Regions from separate parts of the Mus musculus genome. Here all the other regions are linked to region 1. Evidence: chromatin contacts called from public HiCAR-type, HiChIP or PLAC-seq and promoter capture Hi-C data. All regions are on one chromosome and are shown on one strand. Each heading gives the region's core, a stretch centred on a gene start, on an enhancer-like site or on the middle of the called end of the contact. The rest is flanking DNA. Distances are from core to core; before and after follow the strand shown.

Evidence for each region. Promoter capture Hi-C pulls out the DNA fragments that hold promoters and counts their contacts. HiChIP or PLAC-seq counts read pairs in DNA pulled down with a chosen protein or histone mark. HiCAR-type assays count read pairs that join an accessible place to other places.
Region 2: a HiCAR-type map of astrocytes shows a contact between it and region 1, with 9 times the contacts expected there. The contact joins the promoter of Nsun3 here to the promoter of 4930453N24Rik in region 1. A contact is called at or near these places in 10 of 39 promoter capture datasets (the 3T3-L1 cell line, 3T3-L1-derived adipocytes, the C10 cell line and 6 more), 2 of 484 Hi-C or Micro-C datasets (CD4 T cells and CD8 T cells), 7 of 115 datasets of contacts at active chromatin or transcription factors (astrocytes, embryonic forebrain, embryonic stem cells and 4 more) and 3 of 9 other capture datasets (adipose tissue, liver and pancreatic islet).
Region 3: a promoter capture Hi-C map of embryonic stem cells shows a contact between it and region 1, with 9 times the contacts expected there. The contact joins the promoter of Pros1 here to the promoter of 4930453N24Rik in region 1. A contact is called at or near these places in 15 of 39 promoter capture datasets (the 3T3-L1 cell line, 3T3-L1-derived adipocytes, the C10 cell line and 8 more), 2 of 484 Hi-C or Micro-C datasets (B cells and the G1E-ER4 cell line), 10 of 115 datasets of contacts at active chromatin or transcription factors (astrocytes, bone marrow-derived macrophages, embryonic limb bud and 6 more) and 3 of 9 other capture datasets (adipose tissue, liver and pancreatic islet).
Region 4: a contact with region 1 is called in an H3K4me3 HiChIP or PLAC-seq map of embryonic limb bud, with 14 times the contacts expected there. The contact joins the enhancer-like site here to the promoter of 4930453N24Rik in region 1. A contact is called at or near these places in 5 of 39 promoter capture datasets (cranial neural crest, embryonic stem cells, frontonasal cranial neural crest and 2 more) and 7 of 115 datasets of contacts at active chromatin or transcription factors (cardiomyocytes, embryonic forebrain, embryonic limb bud and 4 more).
Region 5: a promoter capture Hi-C map of second pharyngeal arch cranial neural crest shows a contact between it and region 1. The contact joins the enhancer-like site here to the promoter of 4930453N24Rik in region 1. A contact is called at or near these places in 6 of 39 promoter capture datasets (cranial neural crest, embryonic stem cells, frontonasal cranial neural crest and 3 more) and 5 of 115 datasets of contacts at active chromatin or transcription factors (embryonic forebrain, embryonic stem cells, neural tube and 1 more).
Region 6: a CTCF HiChIP or PLAC-seq map of the NIH/3T3 cell line shows a contact between it and region 1, with 6 read pairs. The contact joins the promoter of Vgll3 here to the promoter of 4930453N24Rik in region 1. A contact is called at or near these places in 3 of 39 promoter capture datasets (the 3T3-L1 cell line and liver) and 1 of 15 datasets of contacts at CTCF or cohesin (the NIH/3T3 cell line).

What each region holds. Positions count from the first base shown.
Region 1 is chr16:64,769,050-64,773,996 of GRCm38.p6, forward strand. 4930453N24Rik (RIKEN cDNA 4930453N24 gene) reads right to left here and starts at 1,890. Exons shown (of 3, transcript NM_026273.2): 1 at 1,688-1,890; 2 at 1-113. The coding sequence starts at 1,814.
Region 2 is chr16:62,784,187-62,789,133 of GRCm38.p6, forward strand. Nsun3 (NOL1/NOP2/Sun domain family member 3) reads right to left here and starts at 2,530. Exons shown (of 6, transcript NM_178925.3): 1 at 2,485-2,530; 2 at 1,602-1,711. The coding sequence starts at 2,496.
Region 3 is chr16:62,852,362-62,857,308 of GRCm38.p6, forward strand. It overlaps Pros1 (protein S (alpha)), which reads left to right and starts at 1,946. Exons shown (of 15, transcript NM_011173.3): 1 at 1,946-2,143. The coding sequence starts at 2,068.
Region 4 is chr16:62,937,914-62,942,860 of GRCm38.p6, forward strand. No RefSeq gene overlaps it. Among named protein-coding and RNA genes, the nearest start is that of Pros1, 86 kb to the left of the region's middle. Within about 2 kb of position 2,893, at least 37 of the 459 cell types and tissues checked have an H3K27ac peak or open chromatin away from gene starts, as enhancers often do.
Region 5 is chr16:62,993,284-62,998,230 of GRCm38.p6, forward strand. No RefSeq gene overlaps it. Among named protein-coding and RNA genes, the nearest start is that of Pros1, 140 kb to the left of the region's middle. Within about 2 kb of position 2,523, at least 3 of the 459 cell types and tissues checked have an H3K27ac peak or open chromatin away from gene starts, as enhancers often do. A contact at or near this core is called in second pharyngeal arch cranial neural crest, where this site is marked.
Region 6 is chr16:65,813,155-65,818,101 of GRCm38.p6, forward strand. It overlaps Vgll3 (vestigial like family member 3), which reads left to right and starts at 2,035. Exons shown (of 4, transcript NM_001368760.1): 1 at 2,035-2,604. The coding sequence starts at 2,479.

The DNA.
Region 1 (4,947 bases), core at 640-3,139:
TACAACCACCCCTTGCTTTGCCAAATACTTAAATATGACTTCTCGGTGGACTTTCTTGCGCCTCAGAAGTTCTTCTACATTTTGGCTATACACTAATATTGCATGAATAGCATCTGGAAAAGAAGTAACAACAAATAACAGACAGTTACAAGGCACTTGTTAATTTGCCCAACTTCAGCAAAAGTTTTGATTTTATTGAAAATGATTTAAGCTCTTGTCCTGATTCTTGCTTTTATACAACATGGCCTATGGCTTGAAAAGCAAGAACTTACCCATCTGTCTGCTTTTTTTTTTCTTTTTCTTTTTTTGGTTTTTCGAGACCGAGTTTCTCTGTATAGCCCTGGCTGTCCTGGAACTCACTTTGTAGACCAGGCTGGCCTCAAACTCAGAGATCCACCTGCCTCTGCCTCCCCAGTGCTGGGATTAAAGGCGAGCGCCACCACGCCCGGCTCATCTGTCTGCTTTTTTAATCCCTTAAATTTTAAACTTCCTTTACCTTGCTAGGCAGTGGTGGTACACACCCTTAGACCCAGCAGAAGCAGCCAGATCTCTTGAGTTCGAGGCCAGCCTGGTCTACAAAGTGAATCAAAGACAGCCAGGACTACACAGTGACCCAGAAAATTTCTGACCCAGAAAAAAAATGTATTTCTATGCCCCAAATACCTAAGATCCATAAACCTTGAAAAAAATGATTAAAATCACAATATATGATACCAAGGAATGTTGTCAAACTTCTGATTTTACAGATAATCGAAGCTGAAAAACAGCAGCATCAAGATGTTTTTAAACTAAAAAGTTGGGCTGAAAGCACAGACCAAATATCTTTCAAATAGACTACTGCTGCAAAATAGCAAGAATTAAAAAAAAGAAAAAGAAAAAGACAATGCACTCATTACATCTACCTTCCAAAGATCTTATTCCACAGACACACAGTATCTTTGATGCCCCTATTTCCAACTTCCCTAAAGACGCTATCACCTTTTCCCCATCCATTTCAGAATAGCTACTAAATTTGGTGGTTTGTTTTGGAGGCTTGAGGGTGTTCTTCTTTTTGTTTTGTCTGTCATTTTCTATCCCTTTCTTTTCAACAACATTCGTTTCACTAATGTATTTTAGTAAGGATATTTTTAATGTCTTATAAATGCAACGTACATATGTCCGTTTTGTCTTTTATACAACCTTTTGATTTAAAAAACAAAAACAAAAGAAGCTGTGGTCTTGCTACTTCCCAACTAGGAATGAATGTAGGACGAAGAGGCTGAGCATTCCTTGACATACGTGGATTAAAACTGTCCGCCTTTTATTTGTTTCGGTGGGTATTTACCTAAGACACTGACAAATAGTGTTTATTATTTCCCTTCGGGCTGAAAGAAAACAGCAGGAGCTGACTGATCTCCGTGGAGATCGAAACTGAAAACTGAAACATACTCTGGGATGCTCTTAAAAATCATGGGAATGGGCTCATCTGGTGCTCATCCGGGTCCGCATGTCCGCAAAAGTTTGCCCAGCCGGTACCACGGTCCGACTCACCAGCGCGCCGGGACCCGGCTCGGCCGGCGGGCGGGGAGGCTGCAGAGCTGTGCAGCGCCAACCCGGAGGCCTTCCCTGGGCTTCGGCGACAACCGGACCCGACCGGACCCGACCGGACCCGACCCCTGGGGGTGACAAGGCCCCTGCCGGCGCCTACCTTGGCGGTCCACAGGCTGCACCAGGCGGTTGGTGACGGTGTCGCAAAGGGCCATGATCTCGTCGTTGTCCAGCAGGCCGAGTAGGTTTCGGCAGCCCTCCGACTCTAAGTGGCTGAGCCCCGACATCTCGCCCCCGGGGATGGGGGGCAGAGGACGACGCCACCAGTGTCGCCCTCACGGCCCGCGGGCCGGCCGGCGCCTTGGCAACAGACACCGGAAGTGCCTTTTCAATCCCTCGCAAGCGCCGGAAGGGTCTCGGAGATTCCAGCCCCTCTCTGGGCGGAAGTGCTAGCTCAGAAAGTCAGCGAGGAAATGTGGTTCCGACTTGGGGCTCCGGCCTCTATTGGAGTAGAGTTCCACAGTTCGCGGTTTAAAGAAGTGTCCTGAGCATCTATCCACCTTCCACTCGAGGCTGGGCTAGAAACGAACCTGGGGGTGGGGGGTGGGGGGGAGCGCCTCCGAAGGGGCGACTTAAAGTGCGGCGCATGCGCGCGCGTGCCTGATGGTGGAGGCAGGGGTGGAGAGGCCAAGAGAGCTTCCATCATACCCCTGTACTTTTGAAGGTCTGTCCTCTTCTAGCCGCTTCTGAGTTAGGGGAGCCATCACTTTGATATTCTTTAGCTACAAAGATTAGACTACACTTTGAAACGCTCTAGGTTTTAAAAGGACTATAACTTGCTTCTCCGCCTTTGAGATAGCTAGATAATTAATTTAACCCAATTAATTGAATCTCAGTTGAACCTCAATTGCCAGCTGGTTGGTCATTAAGTATACTTGAAACAACCTGGGACTTCAGATTTGCATCTAATGTGGAGCTGGAGGGGCAGGGTGCCACACAATCTTGGGACTACGCCTCTAGCTGCAGGACCTGCCTGCCATTAGATTTGAATTAGTGGCTGGTGTCCCCTAAATGCAGTTAGTAGTCATTTGGTTGGTGTGGGGAAACACCGTGGGTGGAAAGTGATTTGTGTTATGAATATTAGAAGGAGAAACTGGATTTCTATTAGAGTTGCTGCTTCTGCTTCTTCTTCTTCTTCTTCTTCTTCTTCTTCTTCTTCTTCTTCTTCTTCTTCTTCTTCTTCTGTTTCTTTTTTCTTTTCTTTTCTTTTTTTTTTTTTTTTTTTTTTTGGTTTTTCTAGACAGGGTTTCTCTGTGTAACCCTGGCGGTCCTAGAACTCACTTTGTAGACCAGAATGGCCTCAAACTCAGAAATCCGCCTGCCTCTGCCTCCCGTGTGCTGGGATTAAAGGCGTGCACCACATTGCCCGGCTCTAGAGTTTTTTTTTTTTTTTTTCTAAATACAGAACTATTGAGATTTGGGGCAGGGTAATTTATTGCTGTAGAGGTTGCAGGATGCCTAACACCATCCCTACATTTCCACAAAGAATAGTGTGCCCCTTCTCTCACTTGATACAAGTGAAAATACCTCCAGGCTAACAAACGTTCCCTGAGAAGGAAAATCATGCCCAGGTGAGCCATTGATTCAAACCCTGCCCAAGGTGGTTTCTGAGATGATGAAAATATTGTTGTATTGCCCATACTAACGACTGTCCACATCTGGATTTTGAGATCTCGAAATATAGTAGTAAAACCGAAGAACAATTTCAAATTTTGTGTGAATTTGAATAAAGTTTTAATATCCACATGTGGCAAGTGGCTACTGGATTGGATCATGCAGATCTAAAAATGTGAAGGCCATTCTGTAGATGTGTTTTATGTTTGACCTCTGACTTCAGTTCTTTTATTTCTAAACAATTCTTGCAGATAACCTCAAGGGTTTCCTTATGATAACTACCTTAGACATGTATTGCAGGTCTCTGCTTCAAAGCCTATGTTCTTGATGTTTTACTTAAGAGGGTCTTCTCTTTAGACATTTTCCTTAGCTCATTTTTCCTACCGTTTATTCATGTCCCTGCTTCAAAATATTACTAGGAAGGCCCTAATGATTTACTGTATTCAAACTCACCACCCACAGTCTGCTTATGTTTCCTACCCATTTCATTTGTCTCCAAAGTGTTTATACAGTTTAGTATATTATAGTGTTTATTGTTCCTATCCCACACCCATCCCACTATAAGGTGTGTTCTGTAGAGCAAACAATTTTGTTTCATGACCTTTACAAAGCCTGGCACATAGTAGACATACTTAAAAAAAAATAAGTTGTGAGTCCACTTTAATTTTTTTTTGTTTTTCTTTTTGTTTTGAACAGGAATGATATGATCGACTAGTTTCAAACAGGGTCACTTGATAGGGTATGGAGCATACCATAGTAGCCTGAAGGCCGTGTAGAAGAAAGAGAAAGGCAACTCTGTCTGTGTGACAAGAAATGATACCTTGAGATAGAGTGGAAGATCTGATAGTCTTTGGTTAACACAGGATTTAGTTTGGACCACCAGAGTTTTCATTTCCTGATAAAAGGAACACTGGGCAAAGTCGGTTTTAATGAGCGATATGAGAATAGCTAAGAGTTTCTGGAGCAAGTGATGATACCTAAGAAAGAATAAATCATATAGAGAAGATTGAGGAAGAGAGGATGCTGAGTTAATTGTGACTGGGTGGCAATATAAAGGTGGGTGGAATTTTCAATATGACCATAAGATCAGAGGCAGGATAAAAATCAGAACAAATTTGGTAAAGGCATAATAAGGACTTGGCCTCAGGTCCCACATTGACTTAATTCTTATAACCTTGCAAGAATAGTTGTCCCACTTTACAGAAATATAAACTCAGTTCAATATTCTTTTAAAAATAATTTATAAGCTCTGTGGTGGTGGGTGGTGCACACCTTTAGTCCCAGCACTTGAGAGGCAGAGGCAGGAGGATCTTTGAGTTCAAGGCCAGCCTGGTCCATAGAATGAGTTTCAGGACAGGCAGGGCTAAACAGAGAAATCCTGTCTAGAAAACCGAAAGTAAATAAATATTCCAGGGTATTTGATCACACTGAGCCCCAAGACTGTGCTGTTTACTGGAAAAACCATGTTTCTAGCTGTGGTTTGGCTCAGCCTTAGCACACACCTTTAATCCAAGAGCTTTCTGCTTATTGTAAACAAGATTAAATAAAATCAAACACAGGTCAAGAGGCAGAGCAAACAACCAGTTGACAGGGACTGAATAGGAAAAGAGAAAGTAAGGAATAATAGGAAGTCAGGAATACAGACACAGAAAGTAGAAGGGAGGGACATTCAGTTTGGGGAGAACTTACTTTTGGAACATCAGCTGAGGAGGAAGACCAGCTGTGTGCTTTCTCTGCCTTTCTGAG
Region 2 (4,947 bases), core at 1,280-3,779, 2.0 Mb before region 1:
CAGGGTCAAATCGTAATTTATAAGTCTTTCTGGGTATACGAAGTAGAAAATCAAGTCATTGCAGGTTATGAATAGCCAGGTTACTAAAAAGCCTTCAGACAAAATACTTCTTGCAAATCTTTTGTTTTAAATCATCCAAGTATGCTAATTATATCCTACGTATGAGGCACAGTGCTGTCAATAGTGGGAGATCAATCAGGACTCAGGCAGACTGGGCAAAAGCTCCAACTCTACTAAGCAGCTAAATGAATTTAGGTAAATGACTTTAACTCTACACTATAGCCTCAGAAGAAAAATAAAGTACTTAAGTAGGTATTATTTGAACACAATACCTACCTACAAATGCAAAGTGTGTGGTTCTTTAGATAGTCTATATGAATGAATACCTTCGCATACTAAAATCCTTAGGAATTCATTATATACACTATTATTCACATTTTGATAGAAAACTCATAAAATGTAGCATTGTTGAAATAACAGCTGCCTTTTCATTTTATAAGTTTCCTAAATATCTTAATGTCCTAAAATCATTTTTGACCCACTTCACAGCTTATCTTTATTCTTTGTTCCAAATTATGCTTAAAGTTGTTCTCTGAAAAGACATACCTACTGAGTTCATCTCAGAAGAGATGGTATAAAACAATCATCGGAGACATTACTTTCTGAGCTAACTTTCAGACTATCCAGTCATACCGCTTTTTCATCTCTGCTGTGCAAAACAGATTGGCAACTTTCCCTCAGCCCTGAATGTCTGGTTCCTTTTGTCAAGTTAATTCCAAAGTCACCAGTGGCTGTCACTGGTACCCACACACTGAAATAAATCAAATGCCCTATTATTGATGCATGTTTCTGGAATGGTACGGTGCCCCTCCCATTGACTTCTCCCATGAATAGACTGCATGTAAACTAGAGAGGAGGACTATACTGTTCTTTGTATTCCAGGGGGTATCTTATATACCAATCAGGCATTCCATACAAATCCCCATTCACTACCATTCCGATCAACAGCTCAGACTCATCAAAACACAAATCATATTTGTCACTTTTTTTAAAGAAGTCATGGAGTTTATTGCAGAGATATGGAGTACGGCTGAACACAGAGGTCAGAGGACAACCTACAGTCTAGTCCCCGCTCTGGGAATGCCAACTGCCTTCCCTCCCCGCCAGTTCCACCATGGCCACTTGGCCATGTTCATGCATGCTAGGCTTATTTAGATTGGTCTGTCCATGTGCACATGTGCTCCACATACAGATGGCATGGTGACAATAATTGCCAAATAAAGCCTGACTTTAGCTAAGATAGAGGAACACTGACTTTAAGGACTTGGTATTACCTGAATTTCATTAAGTTAAATTTCTTCCAAGTTAGGATTTTTATTACAGCGTTGTTTTAAAATGTGGTGCCTCCCCATTTTACAGATAAAAGCCAAGTGCTTGAGAGGGCATTACTATCTGCCCCACATTTCTACATGCCAGGTGATTCCTTCACACATAAAATGTACAGTCACCTCCTCCCTCCTGGACTGTGCCACTCTCAAGGAGGTATTTGCTACATACTTCCCTTTCCTCTCACAAAATATCAAGAGACGAACCATACTGACCTTACTGTACTCCAGGAATCCCCAAGTTCTTTCGAATACTGTTTGTCAAACTGATCCAACACAACTCTGCATAGCTGTTTGGCAAGCTTCCCCTCTGATTTTGCTTTCAGCTATGATGATAAGAAAAAGGTGCTGACAACACACTGTGATATCACATATTTATTGAAAGTTGACAGTGACATTAAATTTTCTTTATATCTCTACTTATTCGTGGAGACTTCCATACCTGTCTACAACATACTTTAATAAACACGTCTCCACACCACTCCAACTCCACCCAGACTCCCACTGTGTGTTCCCCTTCCAACTTCATGTCCTTTTAAAAAATCCACTCGGGAACAATTAGTGCTGTCGTTATGCACATGGGGGTGTGGAGCCATACCCCAAAGACAACTCTCTCCCGGCCTCAAGCCAGCTACTGCCAATAATAGCTAGTCAGGAGTGGGGCTTCCTGATTTTTAAAATGTCAGTTCCTGCCGTTGGATCAACTCCTTACTTGTAACAAAATTATTTCATGGTTTTTCTCGAAGTGGTAATTACCAAGTGTTAGAGGTGAATCTATGCTAAAAAAAAAAAAAATTCAGAAGCCATAAAAGTTTTGTTGTTGTTGTTTGTCTTTTAAAGTAAGACTGTAAAGAAAAAAGTATTCCAAAGTTTATTTACGGAAATAAGCATCGCCCCAACTTTCTGGCTCTCCCCTCATCACCGGGGTGCACCCAGGGCTGAGAAAGCTCGCAGTGACAATGTCGCCGGCCCGCGGGACAGCAGCAGCACCAGGAACACACTCAGCACGGTTCCGGGCTGTGGGCAGTGCGGGTCCCATCCCAGTCCACCCTGCCTCTCGGTGGCTTCAGCCCGGGGCGCTCGACCGCCAGAGCCTCACCCGAGTCAGCATGGTCCCCGCCTGAGCTCGCCAACTACGGGTCTCCGCTAGAGTTCGCGCGGGGTAACACGAAGAAACGCCATACTTCCGGGTCCTGCGAGGAGGTCACAGATGGGCTGGCTCGCAGTTCCTGTTTCCGGTCTCGCGAGATTGTAGACAAAAATCTCGCGGGAGACTCAGGTCCTGCAAGAGGCGGAGCCAAAGCTCTCTGGGGACTCCGGAGCTGCTGGGGTGCGAACCCCGAGCGAAGGGTGGAGTGTGGGTGCTGGTTTACAGAGTCACCCTTCCTGTCTCTGTTCATGGGGTCGAGAGAAGACCTGTATCAGTGTTTTAGATGCACAGGCATTGCTGGTTTACAAAACCGAACCCCGCGATGAGAAAAGCGGTAGAAAGATTAAATCGCGCCTCTCCTTACATTTGCCCGAGTCACTCTATCTTCAAACTGGGAAGTGATAAATGTTACACCGGAAGTACCGACTGCCCCCACTGAGACTGCGGGCATGTGCTGAGGGCTGGCCGTTAGCATGCTCTGTAGCCAGCTCGACAGGGATGCAGATATTTCCAGACATGCTCAGGTCTCCATCTATCAGCCTCTGAAAGAATGGACCCAAAGTATCAGGCTGAGAGAAGGAAAGAGGGGACAGCCATAGGGAAACTTGTCTTCTGGAAAGAGCTTTCCAACAGCTCTAAAATGTCAGAGCGTCTTCTAACAGGGTGAGATTGAACCCGGATGACAATGGCCAAAGACACGGGCGGAGGTTGGGTACGGGGTTCCACTGGATGTCTTTGTTCCTCTTCCCAATGTGGTCACCTTGAATAAACGGCCTTTTTCTGCTTTCCAGTTTCAATTTTGTTTTTTAAATAGGCTGATTTATTATAGGTGGCTGGACTTTGATATAAGAACTGTCACATCATTGGTACTTGAATAATACCTGTTTTCACCAAGCACTAAGACCACACTCCCAAGGACCAGGAAGGACTCACCAAGGCCCTGGCCTACTTCAAGCATCAGTGTTGACATTGTTAGGAATAACCACTCATTAGCATTTGCCTTGTTCTCTGGTAACAAACCAGAAATGTCTCAGAGATGATTTGGTCTCCTATAGTAACTAGGCATCTTCACGTTGAGATGGCACTCGATGCTCAAAGTATCAGTATAGGATATGCGATAGGTAGGTGCTGGACTCTCCAAATCCTATACAAAGGAAATGTCTTCTACACGAATGTGATTTAAAGCTTAGTTGGTTTTATTTTTTGTTTGTTTGTTATTTTTTTGTAAGTTCCTCAGTAATCTATAGTGTGTTAGAATTTTGATTCAGTATAAAATAAAATAATTGGTATGCAAATGACTACATGAATACACACCTGTTCTATATTTGAGAAAAAGTAATTCATTTACTCTTTAGCTGTTATATTCAGAGATTTTGTGCATTTTCTATGTTCACTATAAAATGCACCTACTAGTAAATATACTAGATTTATATTTGCAGTGAAAGAAGACCTAGAAAATAGGAGGTAGACTCCTATTAGGATGTTAAACTTCAAAAGGTCAGATCTATTAGCAACTTGTTTTGAGCTACTGATGGTATAAGAAACAACCTACCCCAAATATAAGAATTTATTGTTTCTTTGTTAATATTGTTTTGAGATAGCATCTCAGGTAGTTCAGAGTGGCCTTGAACTCACCATGTAAGGAAGGATGACCTAAACTGATCCCACTGCCTCCACCTCAAAGGTATTGGGGTTATCTGTGGTATGCTTTCATGACTAATTTATGGGGTTGCCAGGGGTTGAACCCACAGCCTTGTGAATGCTAGGCAAACAATGTACCAAGAACTACTCCCACACTATTTTTTTTCTTTCAATGATTATGAATTTTCATACTTATACAAGTCATGTTACAACTCTTGTTTATGTTGGCAAAATGTTAAGGGCCCACTGGATATGAAAACCTGTTTGGTACTGTGAGAGATCTTCATTCCTTAGGACAAATGGCAGAAGGAAAAAAAAAACCCCTAAAAAACAAAACTAAAACTAAAACCCACAGAGTTGCCTGGAATCAGGCAATGAGGCTATTTCAGTTCAGGTGAGCCTCCTCTTAGTGTAGGGGGTCTCTGGGCATTGTACAGAAATTTAAGCTGACAATCCAGCGCTTGAACACATAAATATGACCTCATTTTTTAATTGTTTTAGTTGTCTTAAACTTCCCTTTATAGGGGGACATAAAATATATCATGTGGAGATCACATATGTACATATATATGTATGTAATATGTTCTAACAAGTTTGACTCCTCGGTATCTCCTGTTGGGACTGCCTTTAAAAAGGTAAAAATAATGCTGTGAGTGGGAGGTCTACTCCAGCAAACTGACAGCCTTTGCAAAGGACACACTGGTAATGGTTGGTGTCGGTCACAGGTGCTGCAATAGAGAGAAGCTTACCAAGATGATAAACCTTTACATT
Region 3 (4,947 bases), core at 696-3,195, 1.9 Mb before region 1:
CATGCATTAAAATAAGTAAATGTTTTTAAAGTAATTTTTAAAAAATCCAAGCTACAACAGAAATTTATACTTATAGCATTTCTTTTTAGTTAGTACAATTCCTTTTCTTTTGATTTATTTATTTATTATATGTAAGTATGCTGTAGCTGACTTCAGACACTCCAGAAAAGGGAGTCAGATCACGTTAGGGATGGTTGTGAGCCACCATATGGTTGCTGGGATTTGAACTCATGACCTTTGGAAGAGCAGTCAGTGTTCTTACCTGCTGAGCCATCTCACCAGCCCAGTTAGTATGATTCCTACCATACTAGAAAGAACAAACCCAGAACAATTGTTGTTGCCAGAGAGACAATAAGGCAAGCAACCCCTTTTGACCATGCAGTTCTACTCATTGTCTCTTCCTGACTTTTCTTCTCCCCGCATTCAACTCCTTGGCTGTAAGCCTCAAAGTCCTTTTCCTCAACTTAAGTTGCCATATGTCTCAGTCATCTGGCCACCTCATTGGATCTCATGAATTTGTGAAATTCTCCTGTATATGTATGTGATTGAATATTATTTTCTCCTCTTTTTTTAAAATTATTTATTTTTATTTACATGAGTACACTGTAGCTGTCTTCAGACACATACCAGAAGAGGGCATCAGATCTCATTACAGACAGTTGTGAGCCAACCTGTGGTTGCTGGGAATTGAATTCAAGACCCCTGGAGGAGCAAGCAGGCAGCACAAGCAGCCAGTGCTCTTAACAGCTGAGTGAACTCTCCAGCCCCATTTTGTCCTCTTAGTCTATCATACATTAATTTAGCATGGCATAGAGCATAGACGGGTATAGTACAAAAGTTTTCCTTCCTCCTCCTCAATGAATGGAAATTTCCCAAAACATTTTATCAGAAAAAATATTGACTCCCATCTTAGTCATCTTGCATCCCCACTGGATCACTAAATAACAAAGGAAAGAGAGAGAGAGAAAGAGAGAGAGAGAGAGAGGAAAAATGACCCTTAAAATATGATTCTGCCTAGTAAGTTTCGTTCACACACATTCAAAAAAATCAATCTATGTTTTAATTGGACAAAAAAGGATTAATATACTCTATGTGCGTTGAGTTCTACTAGTTGGCATGGACTTAATGTTTCATATCGATAGCATCTATAGAGTCTCATGTCAACACGATGAAAACCTCTTATCTCTGTTACAGATGATATGACTAGGACTTAAAAGTGTAAGCTCTTTTCTTAAAGTTATAAAACAGTGTTAAGAGCAAGTTCTATGTTTTCAACCCAGGCAGTTTAGTTTCAAGTAGCAGGGAAAGCCTGATTTACACGTGTATGCCTGACAAAAACCAAAAGGGTAATGCTAACACCAAAACAAGCTGTTCTGAGGAAATACTCTGTGGGTGATCAAACCTTTCGATTTTCTTTCCTCCCACTACTTTGGTTTTGAGTACCCTTCTTCCTAAAGTCCAAGTTGGCTTCAGTTTAAGTTGACATCCTGACTGGCTGGCAGTCTCTGGAGTTGGAAAGAAATGGGGTGGGGTGGGGAGAAGGGAAGCTGGGTGGAGGAGGAATGGGGAAGGGATGCTAGAGAAGGTAGGAGCAGGGGAGGAGAGAGAGAGAGAGACAGAGACAGAGAGAGAGAGAGAGAGAGAGAGAGACAGAGACAGAGACAGAGAGACAGAGAGACAGAGAGACAGAGAGAGAGAGATACTTCACCCTTTGAAAACAACTTTCTAAAGAAACGAAGTAAAAGCAGGGCTGGGGACAGTGACAAAGGACCTCTCTGATAAGCTTCCCTCGGCCTCCGACCTCCTTCCCGCGGCCCTCCCCACCCCACCCCCGCCCCCCAGCTGCGAAGAGCTTCCAGGAAATGTCCCAGTCACCGCTTCCCCTCCCGGGCTGGGGGCTGGGAGCGGGCGGTCCCCTCCGCCCCTGGCTGCTCCGCCCGCCCGCGCTCGGGCTGGGCCGCGGCAGAGCTGGGAGAGCAGAGCCCGGGCTCGCAGCTTCCCTCGGCCGCCCTAGCGCAGGCACGGTCCCCGCTGCGCCAGCCCTGACCCCCGGCCATCCTCTCAGCAATGAGGGTCCTGAGCGCACGCTTTCGGGTGCTACTGGCCTGCCTCGCCCTGGTGATCCCTGTCTCAGAGACAAACTGTAAGTAATCCATATCTTCAGGCTTCTCTGGTCCCTACATGCCCTGGCTGGTAGGATTGTCTCCTGGACAGCTTGTTGCTTCCTAAATTTCCAGTAAGTCCCCCAGCGTCTCAGAGAGTGGCGGCAGCCTGGATCTGGCGGACTGAGTAAACGTGGGACGAGATCAAAGCTTGCCTTGCTTTGGGAGTCATTGTCCACAGGATTGATGCAAGAAGCTGGGTGATACCAAGTGTCATAGGAATTGGATGAGCATAGTTCTAAACATTGGTAGGAAAACTAAGTCAACCCTCGGTGCCCTCCGATCCCAGCCTGCACCCTCTCTTACAGTTAACCTTCCTTTTGCAATTTCTGGACTTTGTACTTGATTGGCTCGTCTCACATTGACAAACTGTTTGAGGATCACTGCGAGTTTACTTATCATTCCCTAACCTTGGCGTAAGAAGTTGCTGTTGGATATTATCTTGGAGCGAGGATCGTTTTGTACTGAGGATTTTGATTGCTACTGATCTGCGGTGGTGGCACGGATTCTTTGCACCTTATTGTCGTGTTTCTTGATTTTTTTCCCCCTTCTTCCATTCCCAGATTCCAGGGAGCATATTGAGTTTTCTCTTAGGGATATATAAAGAGCAACACAGGTTTGGTACGTTGTAACTGTCAACAAAATTGTTTTCAAAACTTTAAATGTGTTCATAATTAACAGTGCTTTCTTCTGCTCTGTTGGATTCCCAGAAACAGGCATGGGAGAAATAACTGCATAACATTTAGGCGACTAAGAGTATCAAAGAAATCTTTCAAGGATGGTTAATTAAATAGGCGTTTGCTAGAATTTCAATTTTTTATTAAGTAATAAGAAGATGCAGGTATTCTTAAAATTATAACTAACTTAAAGACCAGACTATAACTGATTTGTTTTATATTGAAGATAAACAAGTTACAATTACAAAACTTCAACGGCCAAGCCCCCATAACAAAGCCGCATGTGACTGTATGCTTGCACATGATCTATCTTGTACATTAGGACAATCAAATGTTTTCCGACAGCAGCAGGGCGGTGGCCGGCACGTGCCTCTGATCCAGCCACTTGCTCTCCAGGCAGAGGTCAGCAAATCTCTGAGTTCAAGGCCAGCCTGATCTACAGTTCCAGAACAGCCCAGCTGCCCAGAGAAACCTTGTCTCAAAACAAAGCAAAGCAAAACAAACAAATAAAAACAAAACAAAACAACAACAAAAGACAAAGCAAGAGTTGGTGTTTGGGGAAAGAGCAAGGGACAACAGTGGCTGACTTGCCACCCAGAGACTAGACAAGTTCTTTCTACAAGGACATCACAGAAAGAATATTCAGTACTGTGATGGCAACATCCTGTCTTGTTGCCTGGATGAAAAACCATCTCTGGTTTATGGATGAAGAAACAGACACCTATGTGCTGTTTCTCTTCCCTAAAATTTTGACTTTGTGTTTTGGGGTCTTGCTGGTCGTGCCTTTCATTGTGGTGCTGAGAATTGGATCTGGGAGTTGGTACAAGGTAGGCCAGTGAGCTACATCCCCAAACTCGAAGGTCCAGGAGAATTGAAATGTGAGATACAATTAGAATGTTAAACACGTCATGTATAATCAATTATATGGTCCTCAAAATATGCTATAATAAGTGAAACCTTTCCAGAGCAGTTATTTCTTGAGAGAATGAATGAACAAAAATAGACAACACCTCACAACCAAAACCAGAGTCCTGCTTTGTAGTTCTGACTTGCCTTTAGGCTACCTTCTGCCTTGACCTTCTAAGTGATGGGATCGCTTGCCTGTGCTACCGTCCAGGCTTCATTTAACAATGAAGTATTCAGTTATCAACTGACTTTCCAAATGTATTTGCATAAATAAAAACCACAAAAATTAACAAGAAATATACACACAACTAACTTGTATTTGTTGCTAATCACTCATGAGAGCTTGTGGTGAAAGGGGAAATGGGAAGAGGAGGATATCTATTTTGAGTAGGCTCATTTGGCCTTATCTAGACTTCCCTTTTGAGTGGAGCAGTCTTCTCTGTGTGTTACTGACCCATCTTCTCTATATGGTTTTGTACTCTGCTCTGTTCTTTCTTAACTCTCCCCTTTGTTATGATTTTATTCCTGTCTTTCTTAAGTTTCTTTTCTTTACATATATATATATATATATATATAGATAGATAGATATACATATATATATATAGATAGATATAGATATAGATATAATCCACACTAATGGATTAACTTAAAATGCTACACTAATGGAGTGATTTTTTCAAAAGGTTAGCTTACATTTCAAAAGGTTAGCTGCAAGAGTTAGTTTCTTATGGTTTGGTGAAGAATGTTGCTGCCTTTTGCCCTTTTCTGAAGAGTCTGCCTGAGACTAAGGTAAAGAAACTTAGATTAATTGCATCGACAAAGGAAGTCTTAGAAATGCCCAACACAGACCTTGTCCTCTGGTTTACTTTCATGAACACCGTTTTGATCAAGCATAGCAAGCTTAGAAAGAAAAAGTAGAAAATGTGTGATTCAAGTATTAAAAGGGCACCAGAAAGTACAATGAAGCTGAATTCTGTGTTCAAGAATATTAAATGGAAATAAGGAAGTGGTGACCTTGGGGCAAGATCCCACTCAGCTAAGCTTATTGTTTATGTGTTTGTCACTGAATAAGGGATAGTTATATAATATTGGGTGTTATTATTACTTAATTATTGTTTTCATTTGTACTTTTAATCTGGAATGACTATAATCCTGAAATGGAGGATACAGGCTTATGTCCAGATCTTGAGGAATAGTGGCCA
Region 4 (4,947 bases), core at 1,643-4,142, 1.8 Mb before region 1:
GATAAGAAGCTAGTTGGGTGGGACCCAGTCCTGATATCACTATTTCTACCACACCTGGATCTAACCTTGCTCTGTCCCAGGCTGACCTTGAACTCAGAAATCCACCTGCATTGGTATTGGTAACTGCCTCTCTGTGTATCTTTCTGACAAGCAGGCTTATTGTATAGCTTCCTCTGTTCCTTTAGACTAGTGAAGCCCCTCATATAATGCTCAGTTTTTGCATAGTTGAAAAGTTATACATTTTTAAATCCATGTTTTTAGCGTTCTTTTCCACAGCTGTAAGGGCTGTCCTGAAGGTCCCAGGGTTTACCATTTTCCCAAGACTTTAGCTCCACCTTTGCCTCCTGGGCTCTTGCTGTCTCTGATTATCATGGGGTCATTAACGTTAACAGGGAGGACATTCCTTAAAGGAAGAATGTAAAATATTATACAAACAAGCCTTATGCCCACAGCAGCCTCAATGCTCATTCATGGAGGCCCACATTGGCTATCCCTGTCCCAGGGGCCACAACTATGTCATTTTGTTTCCAGCAAGGCCATGCCAGACCCGGCAACATATGAATACACATTATGCTGTTGGCCATTTGCTAGGTTGTGGAACTTGCAGAGCACAGCAGTTGTGAACCCCCAAACATGTCCTGCTCTGTGATTACATTGGCTCAGATGCTTCATGCCCCGTCAGGCAAGCTGGTGACAGGGACTCTCAAAACAGAAAGACGTATTTAGTCAATCAAGTTTGAGATAATTCATTACAGGGCCCATAGGAAATGAGAATAAGGCCCATGTCCTTTCATTACAAAGGCAGAAAATACAAACATTCTCTTTTAAGTTGGTCGCAATTTTAAAAATGTGTCGTCTCGATTTCTGTATGTAATCTCATTGTATATTTTCACTATCACAAAGCAGCTGTAAGCATATAACAAAAACCTCTTGCTGAAGCCATCTCAGGAGAGTTTCTCTACTTAATGCCTCCAGTCCCTCTCTTCCTTAAGCAACAGACATGTCTACCAGATTGCCCACTCATCCAGCTTAGATAACCCAGAGCCAGATCCTTGAACCGTCATACCCCGCGTCCTCCACAAGGATGGTAGATTCAGGGCACTTTCGTTTTGGAGGCCTATGCTACCTCTGCCACAGCATCCATGGGGACTAAATTAGAGTGTTTTGCAACTGATAGGCAATTAACGTGCGGCCTGCTTTTCATTGTATCCTTACCACCCTTCATCGCGAAGTCATATGAACTAAATTCTGTCTACTGGCTGAATGTGTTTTGTTTCCCACAATAAACAAACACGACGAAACTAACCATGTGCACTTCATCTTTAGCCGCAGCCCTCCACCTGCGAGCAATACATTTTTTTTCTTTCTTTAGTGAAACAGATCTACTTACTAGATGGTATTTGTTCCTTCCATTTCTTCTTATACTCAGATAAGAATTTCTACCCAAGATCAATGAGACTCATGTTCGTATATGTGACAGTTTATAAGACTATACACGCTTTGGAAGATCGCTGTATTAAACGAGCTGTACTATGAGAGAAGCTTTGAGAGAAGAGATTTATGCTTCGGTTTTTGTTCACGCTGATTTTATATCTGCTGAGAATCTTACATCTCTTATCTAAGGAAAAAAGAAACCTGTGATTGATCTTCAAGAAGGAAAAGAAAAAAAGTGAGTTCGGGTTTTGACCTTTGGAGTTCACTCACACTTTCAGATTTTACGTTAGTTATAAACCAGTTGTTAAAAATAACATTTTGAAACAATATGTAAAAGGATTGAAATATTAGAGTTAAAATGAAGACTCTTCTCTCTTTTTCATCAGCTAAAACCTAAGTTACCTCATTTTATCGGGCACCTTTTTGGATGAGGGATGTCAGTAACAGAACTTCACTACCGCATATGCAGCCTTATTGGGATCAATGGGAGGAGAGGCCCTTGGTCCTGAGAAGGCTCCATGCCCCAGGGTAGGGAAACGGTAGGGCGGAGAGGTGGGAGTGGGTGGGTAGGTGGGGGAACACCCTTATAGAAGCAGGGGGAGGGGGATGAGATAGGGGATTTCTGGAGGGGAAACAAGGAAAGGGGATAGACAACATTTACAAGTAAATAAAGTAGCCAATGAAAAAGACCAAAATGTTTTCCTTTAGGGAAACAAAACTTAAGCTTTCATAAATTAAAACTTCTTCATTGAAATCCACAGTCATCCCATTATCAAACTGAATCTTGGATTTCTCAGCTTTGACCTTAGAATACAGACTTTGACTTGTGACTTTGATTTAGATAAATCTATTTATATAAGTTTATTCTGATCAGGATTTGTGTGAGTCCAAGTCTGGGGGAATTTTTAAACCTTTGACTGAAGGAAGCTGGGCAAACATTTGTGTGCTTTTGGGAAGATATTCCCAAAGATATTTTGGGAAGATCTAGGTAATCCCTAGTTAATGTTGTTCCCTTCGGCCCACTCCTGACAAAGGCATTTATTTATCTTTTCCTTTCATGAATCAGATTCTGGTTTTCGATACAGGCATCATGGTTTATGGAGCAGTGGATTGGTTGTAATTGTGACTTTGAAAGTGAATTTTAGGAATAATGCAACTTTGAACAACTGAGAGACCTCTTGTACAAGCTACTCAGAATATTAAACAGCCCTAGCACGCGAAATGCTATTCTCTCCCTGTGATCTTATCAGGTCAACCAACTTGTCTCTGATTTGAAACACTCACTTTGATCTTGTTTATACAGAAGTACTTCGGCTTACATCTATGGGATCAGAATAGTACAGGTAACCTGTTTTTCTCGGTTCGTTTCTATGGTTTCTGACATGAGAAGAGAACAAAACAAAACAAGAAACCACGAGGTTTATGGGACTGGTTGTAGCATGTTTGGCCACCACTAGGGGGCGGTACACGAATGTCGTATAAGTGAAAGTAGCACGTAAGTTTCAACAATGTAAATTATGCGCTTGAACTGCGAATGCATTCTCCTACTTCACAGAACATTTTTCATACTAAAGTATTGTGAATTTATGCCCATCCTACTGAGAATTACTCCACCGTAGAGCGCTAAAAGCAGGCACGTGTTAAAGGGGTCTGGTTCTCTTTTTAAAGTAAAGCATGATCAAACATTTATATTTCAATATAAAAGAAACTATATTAACTCTTCAATTATGAAAATTCTTGTAATTTCATCACTTCCTTTCTACGAAAAGTCTTTTTTTTCCTGTAGAATTAATTCAGGACACCCAGAAAAGTATCACACTGAATTATAAGTGACTTAGTAAGACACTGACATTTCAGGGCAGGTAGAAAAATAGCATTGTTTTTCTTTTTTTAAAGGGGGAAAATTTGAAGTCAATATTTGTATCAACCAAGTGAGAACAAAATCAATAAATAGGAGCATAAATATTTTAAAACATAAACGAGGAAACAGAAAGTAAATAAGATGTGTTTCATTATTTATATGAGCGCTAACTCTCATATTTGTTCCTAAAGTACAGGCACAAAATAGGAAATCATTCGACTTACTCATGCATTTTTAATGAATACATTATTTCCATTGTTGTATTTTCAAGCACTGTATTACCTGTGAATAGTTTAAGAAATATTTTAGTTTATGCAGCATACAGTAGGGAAGTTCGCAGGCCTTGGGTTCATTTAATTTGAAAATGTTTCTGTTAGTTCACTGGTTTCTTCCGGATAACATAAATTCTGATTTTGATTTCCAATCTATATGCAGTACTTTTCACTTCCTTGTTAGTGCTGTTGATTTTAAACAGACCTGAACAGCATTCTTTGTCATTCATCATTTGGCCCTCCATGAACTCCCATGTTTTCTGAGTTTCACTGGGAGTGGGGAGGGGGTAGGTATACACGGTCATTGGTACAGATTTCTTTAAGTCTTGCAAATATCTTCTGGACATGCAAAACACGCAGAAAGCCGCTGGTTGTCTGGTCGATGCTTCTGAGAACAGACAGTCATTGATCTGTTTCCCTTTGCTTGGCCGCACAGACGTCACCATATGCATAGCCACAGTGGGTGTCTGTTCAGAGAACGTGAAATCTTGTCTGCTGTGATTTCATCTTTGGCTGAGTCTGGTGTCTGTCGTTTTCTCCACTCCCCTCTGTCACTTGTGTGGACAGGGCATCAACGCCACGGAGATTGGGCTCAGAACAAGTTGTGCTTTTCCATTCTCAGCCTTCCCTCCTCAGCCCTCCTTCCCTAGGCATTCTTCCCCAATTTTTTTTTTTTTTCATCTTTTTCTTAATATTTGAATGGAAGGTTTTCCAGGACAGATGAGAATGAGAAAAAGTCAATAGGGAAATGAGCTATTGTCAAATTGCAGCCTCAAGGGACACCATAATGACAGCAATCTGAAGTGATTTGGGCTAGATTGCATGGTTATTACAGGCACATGTAAATCGTATGTAAATAAACTTGCGGCCTGCTTACATATTGATCTTGGAAGTCACAACTGACTTCTTCAACGCTGCTCATTCTGGCTATCCTGAACTTTCTCTTCAGCATGAAAGATTGCCTGTCTTAACAATAACAACATTTCAGGTCAATTGCTTTCGATCCAGAGTTGAGGTAAGCATATGTGGGCTGTTGCCTCTTCATCTTGCCCTCTTTGGCTGTTTGGCCATGATAATTACACGCTGTAATGAGTCTGAATATTCTCTGAGTTCTAATTCAGACAGGAGGCGTGCTGCCACAGTGACTATGTGTTCTTACGGAGCTAGCTCCATTTCCTCTTCCTTAGGACTGGATAATGGCGTTTCCTTTCTGGCTGCATTAGAGTAGTATATTTGAGATTATATTTCATTAGTTTTATTGCTGCTTGTTAAGGTTTTATTATCCTCTCTGTTTTATATTCCAGACTGGCAAACACTTGCCAGCAGTGCTAAGTGACTTGATATATATGAATCATAACTTTGTGACTGAAGAGTACACCG
Region 5 (4,947 bases), core at 1,273-3,772, 1.8 Mb before region 1:
ATTTCTACACGCAAATATCAGTACTAGAGAGTGTCTTACTGCTTCCTCTCTCCAAATAATAAGCACTCTCTTCCTGCAGATTAGTGCAGTGTGACAAAATACATTTTGAAGACTAGATTTTATATTAATTCACTGTTTGAATAGAAGACAGATGACAGATAAAACAACTGAGAATCTGGGAACTCAGAATTGGTTGTGAAGAAGATGGTGGAAACCCAGAGATACTTTCTACTTTGTTTTTGAGACTTTCATACTTTAATACGATGAAATATGGTTATATGTCAACCCACTTCCATGTTCACATTTTCCTCATAGGCATCTCAACATGACCTTCCTAACTTTTTGACTTTCATTTTTTGTTTAAATAACTTACAAAGTTAAATTAGTGTTGACGCTATGCCTGTGGGTATTAAACAATCCAATGGAGTACAGAAATTCTACTAGTGGCTACATCTTCAAAAATCAGAACAGTGATTTTTACCTCCCCTAGCAACTGGCATTCAGTAACTTCTCAGCAAGCAGTGCAGCCTTGTGATAATTTACCCCGCCTATGCTGTCTGTTAGCTGGTTTGATCTGTAGGTTTTATGCAGATAAAGACAGATGCTGTGCATTTATATGTGGTAGCAATATCATGTCTGAGAGACAGCATTTCCCAGCACTTTTTCCTATGTAGCAACTGGAGCTCCTCTGAGTTCATGAGTATTGTGGCCCCTATCTCTTATATCCTTTCTTCATCTTCCATGATGTTAGCTGGGCTTTGGAGTGATGTCCTTATTAGGACTGAACACTCAGTCTCTTAATGTCAGCACTTTGAAGACTTCAGCATCTCTGTATTTACTACTTACTATAGCAAAAGGAAACTTCTATGACTGAAGTTGAAGGCCATTCATATCTACCAGTATGGCCATAAACACTTAGAAGACATGTTGACAGCATTATAATTTAGCAAAGTAATAATAGCAGGTTCTACCTCAGGTCAGCCAGGAGCCTTTGACCAAGGTACAGGATGAGGCATGAAATTCACTCCTGCAGAGCAGGTCTCAAATCTAATCAGAAAGTGGTTCATTACCTCATAAAAATCATGCTACTACTCAACAAATGGGCATATCTTGGCTGGAAGTTCGGTTTTGGAGAACACAGGGGTCAGTGTTGGGTAAGATCCTTCATATTGTTTCTCTGTCATCAGCCTGTATAGGAAGTGAAGAAGCTTCCTAGTTGGTTTGAAATTAATTTCTCTGAATTTCGGAAGTGACAGCACATTGTCTTTGGTATTTATTCTCGGTGAGAAGTGTGATCACTTGGAAGAGCAAAGCTTACATAAGAATGTGAATTAATGCTAATTGGTGCAACCTCAGGAAGTCATAGTTCAAATATGTACCAATACTTTTCTTCATTTTTTAAATAATTTTAGTAGAAAATAGTAGTTGCAAATACTAGTGCAAATATTTTCGTGCTTGAAACTTGATGTCATGCTCATCTGGTTTCTATTTTCTTGCTTCACCCACATTCAGTTCAACCTGACATCAGGTAGATATTTTGACCAGAGTTTTTATTTGACTGGTTAAAATATAATGCCATGTCATCGCTCACAATCATATACTCTTTGTAGGTATGAACGCTACATGGACCTTCAAAGTATCTTCTATGTGTCCTCACTTCAACCTCCAAATTCCTGAATGTTCTCCTTTGCTTGGGATTTTTATTCTCCAGAGGATACCATTTCTTCACATATCTGCCCATGATCCCTTTCAAAATTAATTGATTCCTTAGGGCAGGTATGGTGGTATACACCTTTAACCCTACAATGTGAGACACAGAGAAAAGTGAATCTCTGCAAGTTCAAGATCACTGTTCTACATAGAGTGTTCTAGTTCAGCCAGGGCTACATTAAGAGACCCTGTATATAAAAAACATTTAAAATTTAAGTTATTTATCTACAGTTTCATGTATGATGAACTAAATTCTGTTCAGTCTCATTTTTCCATTCACCAGTCTTTACCTTCTTCCACCAAGTACCCATCCTAATTTCATACCTTTTTGGTTTTGGGTGTTGCTTGTTTTATTTGTTTTTATTTTCATACCTTTTTTTTGTTTTATTTTCATTTTTGCTTTGTTAATACCCGGGTTTACCTGGGTCACTTGTGTGAGCATAGGCATGATGCTTACCGGATTATGAGTAACATACACATAGCCATTTTACTGAAGAGTATTACTTTGTCTTCCCTAGAAGCCTGTAAATGCCAAGAGCTTTCTTTGGCCAGGGACCATGAGATGATCCCATGTCCAATCTATGTTTGATTTTAGGGCTCTGTTTTGTGTAGGCCCTATGGAGCAACTGGAGCTCCTCTGAGTTCATGAGTATCGTGGCCATGCTATGCTCCTAAGACAGCATTCCACAGCTGCCCTTTCTCCTTCTGCTCTTTAATTATTTCCAGACCCTGTTCTATAATGTTCCCTGAACCTTTAGTAAAGTGACGTGGTTGTCTTGCCTAAGGATTAGCCCTCAACATTTGTGATTAATTATGGATCTCTGCATTGCATGCCACTTGGTACAAAGAGAAGCTTCTTTGAGCAGGACTGAGTACAGCGTAGTGTATGGGTAATGCATAAGTATTTATGAGTCTGTTTGACAACATGGCTATTTAGCAAAATAAGAATAAGTAATAAGCAAAATAAGTATATGGGTTCACTCATATTCCACAATGATTTATCCACTCATGGACTTTCCCCTATGTCTACAGCACTGGGCATGACCCTCTTATGGAGCAGAACTCAGTTCTCTTTAGAAACAAGGTGGGTTTATCCATAACACTGTGTCACTACTGATCTAGCACCCAACGCTTGCCAGTCAAGACAGCATCACTTTCCCAATAGACTCTACCTCTAATTTGTTTGTTAAATTTATTTAATAACAGGGTCTTGCTATATCGTCACATGTAGCCTGAACCTTGTGATCTTCTTGCTTTAGTTTCCCAAGGGCTGGGATTACAAGAAGGTGTCACCATTCGTGGCTTATTCCTATCTCTTACCATAGCCACAATGGGTTCATAGCAACATGAACTGTCGAAGAGTTGCACATTTGAACCATAACAGAAATTGAGGATTTTATTTCCCTTACCACTTATGAGTTAGGAAAACATTTTTGTTTTTTAGTGTGCTATGACTTTTTCTTTTCATGAAATTGTCTACTATATATTTGACAGTAGTAGAGGTGTTACTGATTCTCTGTTCTTGTCTCTTGAAGGAAAGAATTTAGTTTAGAAGCAGACAATATTAGTTAGACCAGTTTAGTTAGCCAAACAAAACAAAGCACATACCCCAGGGGGAACTAGAGTTGTCTGCCCGAACCAGAGGCAGTGAATGAAAGAAGTGAGTTTTGTGTTGTGGATTTTAAAGGAGTTTTAATGAAGATTTATGAGGAGGGTAGAGTAACTGATTTTCTTCCCAAGTCATAATGGGTCAGGTCTCCCCTTTAGGTTAATGATATTGTATAAGTGTGTCCTCTTACATATATTTCCCATGATTTTCTACATAAGTCCACCAGGGAGGATCAAAACCACAATATAAAATAAAAATAAATATAGGGCTTTTTAAGGATAATAAAACTTTATTAGTGCAGGTATGTGGGAATATGAACCAGTACATTTATGGAGTAATGGGAAGAGCTCATATGTAGACTTAAAGGTGTTTATCCATAAAGTGTTATTCTAACTATGAAGAGACACAGCCATCAAGGCACAGTCATAGCTTTCTTGCCTTTCTTCTAGTTCTTCCTTAAGACTGCTCAATATCTCCTGATAGATCTCATAGCTTTTTGTCATCTATGAGAATTGGGACTTTATGAAAGCTGGGGTCAGGGCAATAGTTTGTATGGCTGTACAATGGGAATAGGGCATAACATATCTATAGGACCTTTGTCTCTCAGCACCACTGTGCGTATGTGTATTTTGCCTAAAAGAAGTTGATGTAAGGCCAGTGTGAAAAGGGAGAGAAATGAGAAGGAACTATCAGAGCATATTTCTGCAGACCTTTCTTAGTATGGCTTTTCCTTTCAGTACTTATGCTATCTTAGTCTTGGATTATCTGTTATAATTTTTGTTGACAGTAGACATCAAGGTTCTGTATTGAGAAGTTCTGATGAAGAGATGACGACTACCCAAGAACTGAAACAATGAATAGCATTTGTTTCAAAATGTACCTCTTGATAGGTCGGAAAAGGACAAAGAATAAAAGAATTTCTTCTGCATGTAATAGATAAGACTGAAAACTTCAACAGACACATTGTTATTTGGAAATCAAGAAGCACTGCTATTTAATATAATAGATCAGTCAGTTATAGTCATAATTCATCACAGGTTTGGATGTATAATTGCTTTGTACAATAATTGAAAACATGCTTTTCACATTCACCCTGGTAATTTGATGATAAATATGAATTTTACATGAAGAATCAATATAAGTTTATCAAGGGAAATCAATAACCCTGTGAAGTTATTGTTGTACTTCCGGCATTTCCAGGATTGCTTTACATTCGCTGAGTGCATGTGTGTATTGACTGCCTATTCAGAAAAAGACTAGTAGCAAAAATGCATGCTCTACAGTCTGTAATGCTGTTACCCAAGGGCGCCCTGCTACATAAGTTAAAGGCTCTAAATCAGATATGAGCATCTATTTTATTGAAATCTTATCTGCCAGCTAACCTGAGTGTCTATAGACGAAGTATGACTATCAAGCTACAGCTAGATGCACCCTCACAAGGCCCATCTATCCCAGATTATATCACTCTTTATTAAAGAACTTATGCTTAGTGTCAGAGAGAGTTTTAGACCCTAAAAGAGGACACTGGAAACAAGGCAGGCATTCCTGTAGATAGAATCTTAGAAGAAGTATGTCATCACATTTCAAATGAAGTAATTATTGCATGAGGTTATGAAATATTGAGCCAA
Region 6 (4,947 bases), core at 785-3,284, 1.0 Mb after region 1:
AGTCATCAGTTTAAAACAGTTTGTTTCACAGCCTTCCAGAAGGAGGTCTCCTAGGAGATTGGGGACAGAACTGAGAGAGGAAGAAGCCTAAAACTCTGAGTGCTTGATTCAACTACTTCCCAGTTCATCCTACAGAGAGGTAATAAACAAATAAACAACTGTGTATAATGTATATGTCTGTGTACATTACAGATGACCTCACACATTCAGATATCTTCACTCATGCAAACCCGTGAAAAAAATAAATACATTACAAAGAAGAGGTCTTCTGTTAGATTTCTGTACAAATAGGGCTTAAAAGTTACTGCAAGCCAGTAACTTTTAGATTAGTGAGTTGTCCTTCATAAGAAAAAAAAAAAAGTCAAAGCATCAAGGCTCTGTTTGGCTTACTGAGGCTAGATCATTATTGGAATAGGTGTCCTGAAGAATGGATTAGAAGATGTTTGGTTATGGGGCTGGGGAAGTAGTAATAAGCGTCATTCAAGAATCTGAATGAGATAGCTGGACAAACTAGGGCTTACAGTAAGAGATGTAAGCAGAAGTGTAGAGTTTAGGATATACTTACTGAAGGTTAAGACCAGATGCAGGCACTGTGAGGAGAGGGAAGGTTGCGAACTTCCCAGCTATTCCCAGTTCAGCTGGGAGGTGGAGTTTTATTATCTGTGACAGACACCATTAGACAAAGTTCAGATTGGAATGTGGGTGGTGGCTGTTGTTATGACTGTACCTCGCAGAACTGCCTGGAGAGAAGCTGTAACCATGAGCATAGATCACTGGAAAAGGGTCTAACCAGGCTATATCAACTTGGGACAAAGGAGTTATAATCACATAAAGTAAGTTCTACCAGAAAGAGTACAGTTTAAAATCTGAACTACATAAACTCTCTCTCTCTCTCTCTCTTTCTTTTTTTTTTTTTTTTTTTTTTGGTGGGCCTACATAAACTCTTAATAGTCATATTTTAAGACTTGATTGATAAAAATAATGAATGAGTGAAGAAATTCCATTATGGCATAACAAAATACCAAACACAATCTTGGTGTGAGTGTTAGGGGAGATATTGACATGCCCACACACATGAACTGTTCCCCAAAACAGAGGTGGTCCTGGTGGGAGGGCATAATGGCTTCAAAGTATGATCTTTGGTTTGTGTGTGTGTGTGTGTGATTTACTCTATGCAACATTAATGCATTCGACAAAGAAAGAGACATTTCTTTTGAAAAAGACTAGGCCTTTTGGTCCTTACTGAAAATTTTCTGTTTGTCAGACAGGTAAAGGTTGATTGAGTTAGATTTGATGATTTCACTGGAGTATAACTATATTTTTAAAAACAATTTTTTATTTCAATTTGTAGAAGGTTTTAAGCTACATGCATATAAACAAGACATTAAAATGGTAGCCAATTATTTGCTCTTGCTGTATTCAAGCCAGCTTATAAAGGCCAGGAAAGATATATATACATCGCCAGGATGCCAATCCACCAAGATGTGCCTTTTAAGTGAAGATGTTGCAAGGAAACAACTATTGTTAGCCTGTGGGCACTTCAAGGCACTGTTAACTTTCACTTTGGTCTATTTTTAATGGAGGAACTAAGCCCATATTTTTCCCCCGGCCTGTTTTATAACTCTCTTTATTTACACTTGGCTTTCCTCTAATCGGGTTCTAGCACCATCGGAGTTGATGCTCTCTGAAAAAACTCCCAGAACTTGGGCAACTCTGTCCAGGCCGCCAGGTGACTGAGACTGGGTGGGGAACCTTGGAGTTTTGAGGGCGCGGAGCCTCTCGCATACCAATCTCCTCCCACCAGCATCACTGGGCCCGGAGGCGGAGAGGGCTGCAAACTTCGCTCCAATCCGCAGCCGCCCTCCCCAGGGTCCCCCTGCTGGGCGACCCGCCCGCTGTGGACCTGAGTTGATGGAACTTTTCTGATAAACTGCTCCTGAGAGCTGGGGAGGCAAGCACCCCGCCTCCCCACATTCCGGCTACCCTGCCCCCGCCTCCCGGTCCTCGCCCAGCCGCCCGCGCTAGTGATAGGACGAGTCCCGGGCGTGCATTGTGTGTATGCAAAAGCACTGCTGCTCTCCTGGAGCGGCCCTAGCCCGGACTGGGTAGCAGCTGCTGCTGGTACTGCGGAGTACGCTCCTGTCTCGGATGCGGTTGCCTGAGCCTGAGCCCAGCGCTGTCATGCTCCTGCCGCGGGGCGGGCTGCAGCGTCGTCCCGTCGCTATATAAGCGCGAGCAGAGGGGGCACCCGGAGGGGCTGAAAATGAAGGTGCCCGCGCATGGGCCGCCGCTGATTGCCAACCCCTCCCGAGCTCGCTCCCGGCGCGGAGCCCGAGGCCGCCGAGGACCCGCCTTAGCCGCAGTAGCAGCTGGTTCAGCGACGCGGACAGCAGCTGCGGCGGCGGTGGCGGTGGCGCCCCTTGCGCCAGCGCTTAGAGCGGCGGCGGCGACTCCGGGGCCGCCGCTGGCCCCGCTGCCATGAGTTGTGCGGAGGTGATGTATCACCCCCAGCCGTATGGAGCGCCCCAGTATCTGCCCAACCCTGTGGCAGCTGCAACCTGCCCTACAGCCTGCTATCATCCGGCTCCCCAACCTGGCCAGCAGGTGAGTCACCAGCCCGGCAGCCTTCCGGGGGCGGGGACGAGGGGCACCGGGTATCGGTGTCAGGCTCATGCCGTGCCCCGCCGGGTCCCGAGGCGTGAAAGATGCTTTAGGACTTGCTGGGAACCATAGGAAGAAAAAGACACTCCCGGAAGGGCAGAACTGAGCATGGCAGGGCTGGGATCCTTGGAAAGGTTTTACCTGGCCGGGGGCTTATTTGAGCTGTGTCACCTGAACTCAGAGACTCTTGCTCCCAGCTTCGCTGGTCCTTAGGACTCAGTTCCCTGAAGCTCACGAAAGGCATCTGTCTTAGGACTGTGTGAGTAAACTTTTAACTCAAATACTTTGTTTCCTTGGGCAAGTAAAGTATTTCAGCGTTTTCTGGAGTAAGTGGCAGAAGTATGTAACTGAGGTAGCAGAGGGTACCTGAGAAGGGAGCTCACAGAGCTGGGACTGGGACAGTACTGGGACTTTGAGGGTGGAACACTGGTCGGATGTAAGACACATTCAGTGTTCCTAGAATTTATCCATTGCCTTTCTCCCTGCGGCTGTGATTTAGACAGGGATTCTCAAAAGGCTCTTCATTGACTTTCTATTCCTAACAAAGCACAGAGCCTTCTGGTGTTCTTCAGTGGACTTGTGTTTCTTAGCCCAAGGTAGCCAGGAGTATCTGCATGCCTGGGCCCCACCCAGCCAAGAGACTGAAAATGTTGGTAAAAGGGACCTGGAAACTAGATGATAAGGGTAGACACTGGAAGAACTTGCCACTAGGAATTCTTGAGATTACTCTGTGGCCACACAGCAAGTGCAACAAAATTTAGTTAGAGCAATGTTAAAAACAGTAAAACGTGCCTGTGACAAGGGGCTATACTGAATCAGGGATTAGAGTAGGCTAATTCCATTGAAACTTAAAAATACAGCTAGATATAGTTAGAAAATAATGATTAACAGGATTTTCGACTTGTTTTTCATTTCTTAGGAACTGTATGTTTTATTCTGGCCTTCAGGGTTTGACCCTTGGAGCAATCTGATCTTTGAATTTCTATTTTTTCCTTTGCCCCTGTCCCTTTTCTAGAAGTATAGGGCTACTCTTTGGGAAAGAGACTATAACTCTGTATGAGATTTAGTGGCTGTCAGATTCAGCTAACTTTGAAAGGGTACAAGTCCAGGAGTCATCGTTAAACAATCCCATCTTAATGAAGACCAAATGAGACACAAGACAGAAGACCCCACTTCCTTGCTAGTATTTATTACTTACGTTAAAATTAGAAAGCTTTACTATTTTAAAACAAAATTACCTTTGATGGGAGAGATAGGAGAAGCAGTTTTTTTTTTTTTTTTTTTTTTTGTATTTTGTGGTCAAGAATGGCAAACAAAAATATTTTGACTTATCATGTTTTCTTTGACACAAAATAGTAGCGTCGTAGGTTCAATCCAGGCAGAGACCTTGGGTATTTGTCCATCTCTCATGCTGTAGAGGCCTTCAATTAACATTAGTTGGAGTGTGGATGAGCGGGAGACTTAGATGTTTTTAAATATACAGAGAATTAACTTTCTCTCCTGAAAAAGTAAGGAATCATAGATGTTGTGAACATGGTCGTCTTCTATGGAATTATGAAATTAATCCCATTGAAATATGATTGTGTAGGGAGAGGTCACCATTGTTACTCTCCTTCAGCAAGAAAAATCAAAGGCCGAATTAGACAAATGAAAAATCATTAATCATGAAAGTTAGTTTTCAATTCGAACTGTCTCTGAGTGCTTTATCTCATTTTGCAATAGACCTAAATTTGAACCCCAAATTCCCTTCTTTTGCTTAAAAACTATGAACAAACTGACAAGGAAAATAAAAATAAAGCACAAAAAGAGCCTAATCTGTCTGTGTTGGGCAGTTACATAAACTCCCAGCTTCTGCTCTAGTCTGAGCTTCTATAGACGTCTGTTAGGTAGTGCCCGAGTCTACTGGAAGGGTTTGCTTGAGAGGAGCACACTTGCACACTTCTCTCATTAAATTGGTTTCTTTGATATTTAAATTTTCCTCTAGTTCATAAACTATTTGCCTGTTATTGGACTAAAGAGAGTTGACGGCGTCATTGCTGTTCCTTTACTGTCAGAGCTTGTTTTGATGACCTATATTTTCTATTGGAAAAAAGAGTAAGTCAGGAAATTCTTATCAGCCTGACAGCATTTTTAGACTATCCAGTGCGTGGGCGAAGTGGGCCTAATATTGACTTGGCCCTAATGCCGTAGTCATCTGAGAATACATATTTTTTGTTGTTTTTGCATTCCGTAAGGTTTGATCATTATTATCCGTGAAGGTTGTTTTCTCTGTACATGGGATGTAAT